2 separate regions of the Bicyclus anynana genome follow, and region 1 is linked to region 2. A link is a contact called in public Hi-C data. All regions are on one chromosome and are shown on one strand. Each heading gives the region's core, a stretch centred on a gene start, on an enhancer-like site or on the middle of the called end of the contact. The rest is flanking DNA. Distances are from core to core; before and after follow the strand shown.

Evidence for each region. Hi-C and Micro-C count contacts between places; a contact is called where the count stands out from the background.
Region 1: a contact with region 2 is called in a Hi-C map of whole body, with 7 times the contacts expected there. The contact joins two enhancer-like sites. A contact is called at or near these places in 2 of 2 Hi-C or Micro-C datasets (whole body and whole larva).

Annotation. Positions count from the first base shown.
Region 1 is chr4:14,072,763-14,076,659 of ilBicAnyn1.1, reverse strand. It overlaps LOC112054536 (ras GTPase-activating protein raskol), which reads right to left. Exons shown (of 19, transcript XM_052881290.1): 4 at 2,425-2,608. Among protein-coding and RNA genes, the nearest start is that of LOC112054536, 92 kb to the right of the region's middle. Within about 2 kb of position 2,294, at least 5 of the 8 cell types and tissues checked have open chromatin away from gene starts, as enhancers often do.
Region 2 is chr4:14,007,927-14,011,402 of ilBicAnyn1.1, reverse strand. All of the region lies in intron 2 of LOC112054536 (ras GTPase-activating protein raskol), which reads right to left. Among protein-coding and RNA genes, the nearest start is that of LOC112054536, 27 kb to the right of the region's middle. Within about 2 kb of position 1,717, at least 7 of the 8 cell types and tissues checked have open chromatin away from gene starts, as enhancers often do.

The DNA.
Region 1 (3,897 bases), core at 1,045-3,544, 65 kb before region 2:
GCTGACCTCTTTCAAGAATGGCAGGAAAACTACAATTACAAAAAAAAACATTCTAATAAGAACAGCGAAGATGTGGAATGCCCTTCCGGCTTCTGTGTTTCCTAACACTTATGATTTGTGCACCTTCAAGACAAGAGCGAATAGGCATTTTCTAGGCAAGCGCGCTCCAACCTAGACCTCATCATACTTTCCACCAGGCATGATTGTAGTCAAGCGCAAGTCTAATATAAATAAAAAAAAACATATTTTTTCATGTAAACGATGGACTAAAGCAAAATCAGGTGACATTTTTATTGTCTTTTTTTAAATATGCTACGCGTTAACACTTTAGTTGTTTTATCGCAAAGGGGATTAAATGTCACACCGTCAAGGGAGCAATGTCAATTAAAATCGCCGGACCCTAATTGTGTCCATTTTAGCTCGATTGCGCCAGACGAGCGAAGGGCGGCGGCCGGCAGACTATGAAAACTGTATTGCTTCTGAAATGCGCTTTATTGAGCGTACCGTCCATAGATAATTCAATTTATTTTAATCATAAATTTGTTTTTTTTTTTATTTTTAGACCATTTTGAAATCAATAAATGTTACCGGCAAACGTACGATAACCTTTTAGACGCTAGATGTATTACCTATTTTATCTGTATTTTGACTAAGTATTATAGCTAAAAACTAACTGTATTAATACTAAATATGTTGTTTAGTTTAGGTAATAGATATCTACCACATCAAATTAAAAAAAAACTTTGTTCACATTATTATTGTACATACTCATGTTAATTTACAGCTTTCTAGTAGTAATAGTCTCTTTGCTAAACCGCGGACAGACAGACGGACATGGCAAAACATGGCGGGTTCCTTGTGGACTGCGAAACCCTAAAAATCCACTCCAATCTTTCAATCAATTTCTTGTTATCCAAACGTTTCTCATTATCAACCCATATTCGGCTCACTGCTGAGCACGAGTCTCCTTACAGAAATGAGATGGGTTAAGCCAATAGTCCACCACGCTGACCCAATTGTGTTAGAGTTATCGCCATTATGGCTTTCTTATAGCTGGCTCATTGGCCGATAAAGCTTTTGCATAAAATCTATACTAATATTATAAAGCTAAAGAGTTTGTTTGTTCAATTGAACGCGCTAATTTCAGGAACTACTGGTCCGATTTGAAAAATTCTTTCAGTGTTAGATAGCCCATTTATCGAGGAAGGCTATAAGCTATATATTATCTCCGTATTCCTACAGGAACGGGAACCACGCGGGTGAAACCGCGCGGCGTCAGCTAGTTACGGTATAAAATATTCATTATGAGTTTCTAGTGCCTCGTTATAATAGCTTATTTTTAAGACTACTATTATATTTTTATAACTCACTAAAAAATATGAATTGTGTTTCAAGCAAGTATGTTTTAGTCATATCTTTAAAATAATCCATAGATACAAAGTTTCCAAGTTGACATCAAGTCACCTTTCGTAAGGAATTTTAAAAATAATCTGGACATCCGTAATAGGAACAGACAAACAGTCGTAAGTATGCGGCCGGGGCGTAAACTCACTCTAATCGATTTGTAGCGGATGGGTGCACAAGCGTCACTCCACATCAATTGTCATTTACTTTAGGGCTGACACAAAATAATCGTTATTATTTTTAATTAGTAACTAAAAACATTAAAAAAAACATAATTAAAATATTTATTAGAAGTTATTCACTTTACCTATTATTAAAATCTGTGGGGGAATCGATGAGGATCTAGCCCGCAAACCTATACCGCGGCCCAAGTACTGTACCTGTAATATTCTTCAAAATCTAGTACTTCTTCGTATTCTTCTATTATCTTAATAACTTAATGAATAGGTATCCTACCTATGTTTAATTTCATTTACTATTGATTTTTTTTTAACTTATATTCTCGACAAAACCCCTGTTTCAACCCTGTCTTGCGACATAATTTTATTCTAAACTCATAAACAGTATAAAAAACGTCAACAGTTGTAAAGAAATGCATGTAATGGACTGTGACTAATGACCCACTTTTACTAGAAAACCATGTTTACTAGAAAAAAAAACGAATTAACTAAATGCAATGTAAAAATTAATTACCTATTACAACAATGTAAAAAAAGATTCTAAAATAAAAATAATATTCAAAAAAAGAATGACTTATTCATCATAGACACAGTAATTAAGAAGTTTACATTATTTGTCTAAAAATTTTACTTTTTATTTACAATAAAAGCCATCTAGGGTGTAGTAGATACACTTCAAACACACGCGACATCTAGTGTCAAAAAATAACAATTCAACATACTCTACAGATGGCGCACTTACAATATTCAGTCAACATCGCAGCTTAGCGTAGTACCACTATTCAACGCTAGATGGCGCTAGAACAATTTAAAATACCGTTGCTTTTAAATGTAAGCTTACCTTGCGACGGTAAAGCCCGTAATGAAATGGCATCTTCTTCGATATCATCTTCGGCTTCTTCTTCTGTAATAGAAGGCGGTGCAGCCCAGCATCGTAACCGGACTCCGTTACCGGCTGTGTTGCCTCCATCTATTCTCACTCGAGGTAGGCTTCGAGTCGCGTATTCTCCGTTGTTATTGGCAGCCTGAGAAACAAAAATGTCAAAATAAACATTATATTCAATGGCAGGTAGTCATTTAAAGTTAGAAATAACAGGCATCAATACATTATAATGTAGTAGAATCAAAGCAATTTATTAGACACCGATATACATAGGTATACGACATTATTATGAATGTCGTATCTAACGACATTTTATAAAATCATCGCAAAAAGTGAACCGAATTTAGTTACCTACTCCACTGAGCGCACACATATACAATTTTGTGTTTAATTTCATGATATATTTATGTAGGTGTATATAGTTTTTACACTTCCTAAACACAACTCGATATTGTAGACAATATTTGGGTATTAAATAACTTTCGTCGTTTACTAAGACAATTAACCCCTTTTGTTCGCCTAGGTTTTGACGTGTTAGGTAATTTATGTTTTTTTACTTATAGTGCATACCTTTTTTGCACTTATAGTGCATACCTTGTGCTCGCCACTGCATATCTCTATTATAAAATCTTTAGTCGTATGCTACTTGTACACATAATATTATATCGTGAAATTTATTTTAAAGTAATTTTGTCTAACAATGAAATGAATCGCGTTACTTATAAATAAAATAGCAGAAAACAGAATGCAAAGTATGTGTATTGAATAGGTCATTATACAACTTGACTCAATGATAATGTCACGATACTTATTACATACAACGACGCATGTGCTGTATTAATAATACATATTTCTATAATTATAGCAATTATATTCCCACGTCCTTCTATCTCCTTTCTAATACGGCCTGAATCACTTCAATCGACGCAATGTTTAAATTGAATAGAGGTTATCGCATCTTAAATTTCTGATACCAAATACTATTGAAGTTTATCTTAAAATCGGCCAAGTATACCTTAAACAATATCGTCGTCGTCATCAACCCATATTCGGCTCACTGCTGAGCTCGAGTCTCCTCTCAGAATGAGAGGGGTTAGGCCAATAGTCCACCACGCTGGCCCAATGCGGATTGGCAGACTTCACACACGCAGAGAATGAAGATAATTCTCTGGTATGCAGGTTTCCTCACGATGTTTTTCCTTCACCGATTGAGACACGTGATATTTAATTTCTTAAACAGTTAGTTAAACAATATACAACGGTCCAATTTTAATATGATAGCGTGTCTTCAAAATTTAAAGGAAAAGAACATAATCTAATTCATTATAAACCTGTTCGAAGCCTTTGTTATACTATATACGAAAGAGGCACCTTGTAGGTCTATATTTAAGTAAAATGTTTTTAATCATTAAGAAATACTAAAGCTACATT
Region 2 (3,476 bases), core at 468-2,967:
TTGAAAATACACTTATTTTATTTTTCAACTAACTAATTTGATTTTTGTGGCGACTTTATAGTTTGTTTTGTCTGGCTGTTCGCGTTAGAATTTCGAAAATAATCAAAAACCTGGACTAGTTCTGACTCTCGTAGATGAGACGAATCACATCATCAAATACGCTCGTACTATTTAAAAAGTGTAACTGCCGAGTTTCAAGCCGACTTTTACAAATAGAATCTGATAGAATTTTTCAAATCGGACCAGTAGTTCCTGAGTTGAGCACGTTCAACCAAACAAACAAACAAACTCTTCAGCTTTATAATATTAGTATAGAAAAAATACGTCTGCAGTCGAAAAGAAATTTAAAGAAACCCGATTTTCCCACAGGAAACAGTCGCAAGCGTTCGCTAGTAGTATACACATTTTTAAAATTTGTACGTATGAAGCCTACCCTTGTTAAAACTTTGTGCACGCCACTGCTCATTCCTACATTATCATCACGCCTCATTACCGTAGGGGTAAACAGGGACCACATCCTCCCATTTGCTACAGTACTTGCTTACCTCCCTTGCTTCTTCCATTCTTATCAATGCTTTCATAAAAGCTCATCTACCTATACAAGGTACTCGATTTGGTTCAGGAACGTTCGCCATGACCTTCTTCCATTTCCTCACCTTTTCCCTTTTGATATAATCTTTTCATTCATCCTCTCTGCGTGCCCAAACCATCTTATAGAACCATCATCATCTTTAACAGCCGATGACTTCCAAACACAACAGTCTCGTTTAAATATTGGATAGAAGCAGGCGTTACTTTGCGGCTATCATGAATATAATATAATGATTTATTTATTTTGCTATCATCCGCGAAAAGCCGACGAACCCATGCGACAACGTCACCCAGGTCCGACAAAATACTCTACGTACGTTTCACCCCGAAACCGGAGCATCCTCAGGGGATGTTGACTCTACAACGTACAGTTGCAAAGTCTCGAGCCGCCAGCATCCAGCGGCTCCTAATTCTTTGCCCATTTGATGTCATCGGTCCTTCTTTTACTAGCTTTTAATAACTAAGTATAAAGACGTGGATCAATTTTTTATTACATGCTCGGTTAATTTTTCAATAGCAGATGATTACTTACTGCGTAGGAGCTGACGGAAACTGAGATGCAAAATTGCCGGGTTATTTATTCTGCGGCCGTCTTGCAGCCAGCAATTAACTAACAATGACACCCACACCGGCACTGACACCGACATAGGCTTTCGCGGTGTTAATGAACTCGGTCATTTGATCATGTTATTCATTTTTATAGTACCGGAGGCCCGCGACTTCGTCCGCGTGAAATTTCGCGAGATCCATGTATCGCTTGGTCCAGTCGTTTCAGAGATTAGCCCAGACAGACAGACAATTTTTTTTGTTTTGATATAGAGTAAATAGGTACCTACCTATGCTACTAACAGAATTTGAGAAAACACAGATATTTTGAAATCAAAGATAAACACTTCAATTTTATTTACCTAAATACATTGATAAATAATTAATTGATAAATATTTAAATATTAGAAAAAGTTTTAATTAGACGTCTAGTAAGACGTCTTTTTCTAGTTCTAGTAATAAAAAGCTATGTCGACATTGTTAATAAAGCTAATAATAAAAGTAGAAACTAAAGATACAAAGCGTGCCATCTAGCGTGAAGTAGAATAATCAGTTAGTTGATCGAGTTGAAACACTGCGCGATCCGTATAACAGTATTTCTAATCACCGATAGGTGGCGCTAGATGTATAACATATAAGTACTGTAGTACTGACATTACTATTATTTTATTCTATTACAGATACTAATTGATGAATGAAATGAAAATGAAGATGAAAAAAATATTATGAAGAAAGAAAACAACACAGAAATATATATTACATTTTTAATCATCACAATCTGTCTGTATTGAAAGAAACCGAAGGAATGATGATTCAGATGGCAGATGCAAGAGCACAAGAGCTGATGTTATATTAATTAATACCTAGTGTTCTCTGACACATAGGTACATGATTTCTGAAAATATGACTATCATAGTTTGTCTTTAATTTAACTTCAATGCATGCAAAGTTTTTGCTTTGCGTCTTTGCGTGCGTAATTGAACCTTCATAGTCCTACTTTTTTCAACCCACAGGTGCATGTAGGTAGATCCGTCACTCCACTATTTGTGCACGTAGGTATCAGCAATTACCTACCTGTTAGAATTCAAAAGTGTATGCATATTGAATAGGAATCTATTGTGTTCTAGTAAGGACAAGTGTTTATGGTTGCCACATTTGGCTCGGAAACGATTTTGTAAATATATTTATGGCCTTAATGTCGCTATGAGACTTAGACCATTAAAAAGAATGGTCTAAGCTATGAGATGTACCCATAACGGTCACTAATTAACTACAACACTAACCATCATCTAAATAAGGATTCTTAACTAGGTATTAAATGCGGCCTAACTCCTAAGGTCATTAGTAGTAAGACAGCTACGTTATTTCATACAATTATCTTCTTTTTAAATGATTTAAATAATTAATTAAATATTTAATTAGGTAAACTGAAATTAGTTTTCTACACTTAGGTATGTACCTAGGTACCCAGACAATTTAAATAAATCAGTAGGTACATACTTAATACGCTTAATTTCATCATTATCAACCCATATTCGGCTCACAGCTGAGCTCGAGTCTACTCTCAGGATGAGAGTGGTTAGACCGATAGTTCACCACGCTGGCCCAATGCGGATGGGCAGACTTTTTCGCAGAAATTTAAGAAAATTCTCTGGTATTCAGGTTTCCTCACAATGTTTTTCCTTCCACGTTTCAGACACGTGATACTTAATTTCTTAAAATGCACTTAACTGAAAAGTTGGAGGTGCATGCCCCGGACCTAATTCGAACCCACACCCTCCGGAATCGGAGGTAAAAGTCATATCCACTGGGCTATACCCTTAATTTAAGTACATATATTTAGTTTATATTACAAACTTCGAGTTACCTACCTACACGAAATACCTATATACCTATATGCTTCATATATTTTATTACTATGATAAGATTTATTTACAAATAAAGATTTATTATTTAAGACAGCTAATGAATTTACGTTTTACTAATTCAGTAGCTTTTAAATATTCACATTCAAATATATTCAAAGCGAGACGTATGTGCATCGAATTACAATGAGATCACAACACACTGTTTTGGCGAAGGCACCGCGTTCGGCAGTTTTACAGCAGGACATGAGGCGTCCTTCCTTCGCTCCACAGTCCTCACCATAGTCTATGGTCCTCGCCCATCCGGTGCGTATCTGTGAGGCTCGAACACCGCACCGTACCGCTTCGATACCGTTAGCAGAGGAGCTAGTTACATGAAACAGCTCTCTCGAAACTATTTCGACAGAGCTGCCATCCATCCCAACCAACTAGTGGTTGAGGCCTGCAACTACACTCCCAACCTTAACACTAACT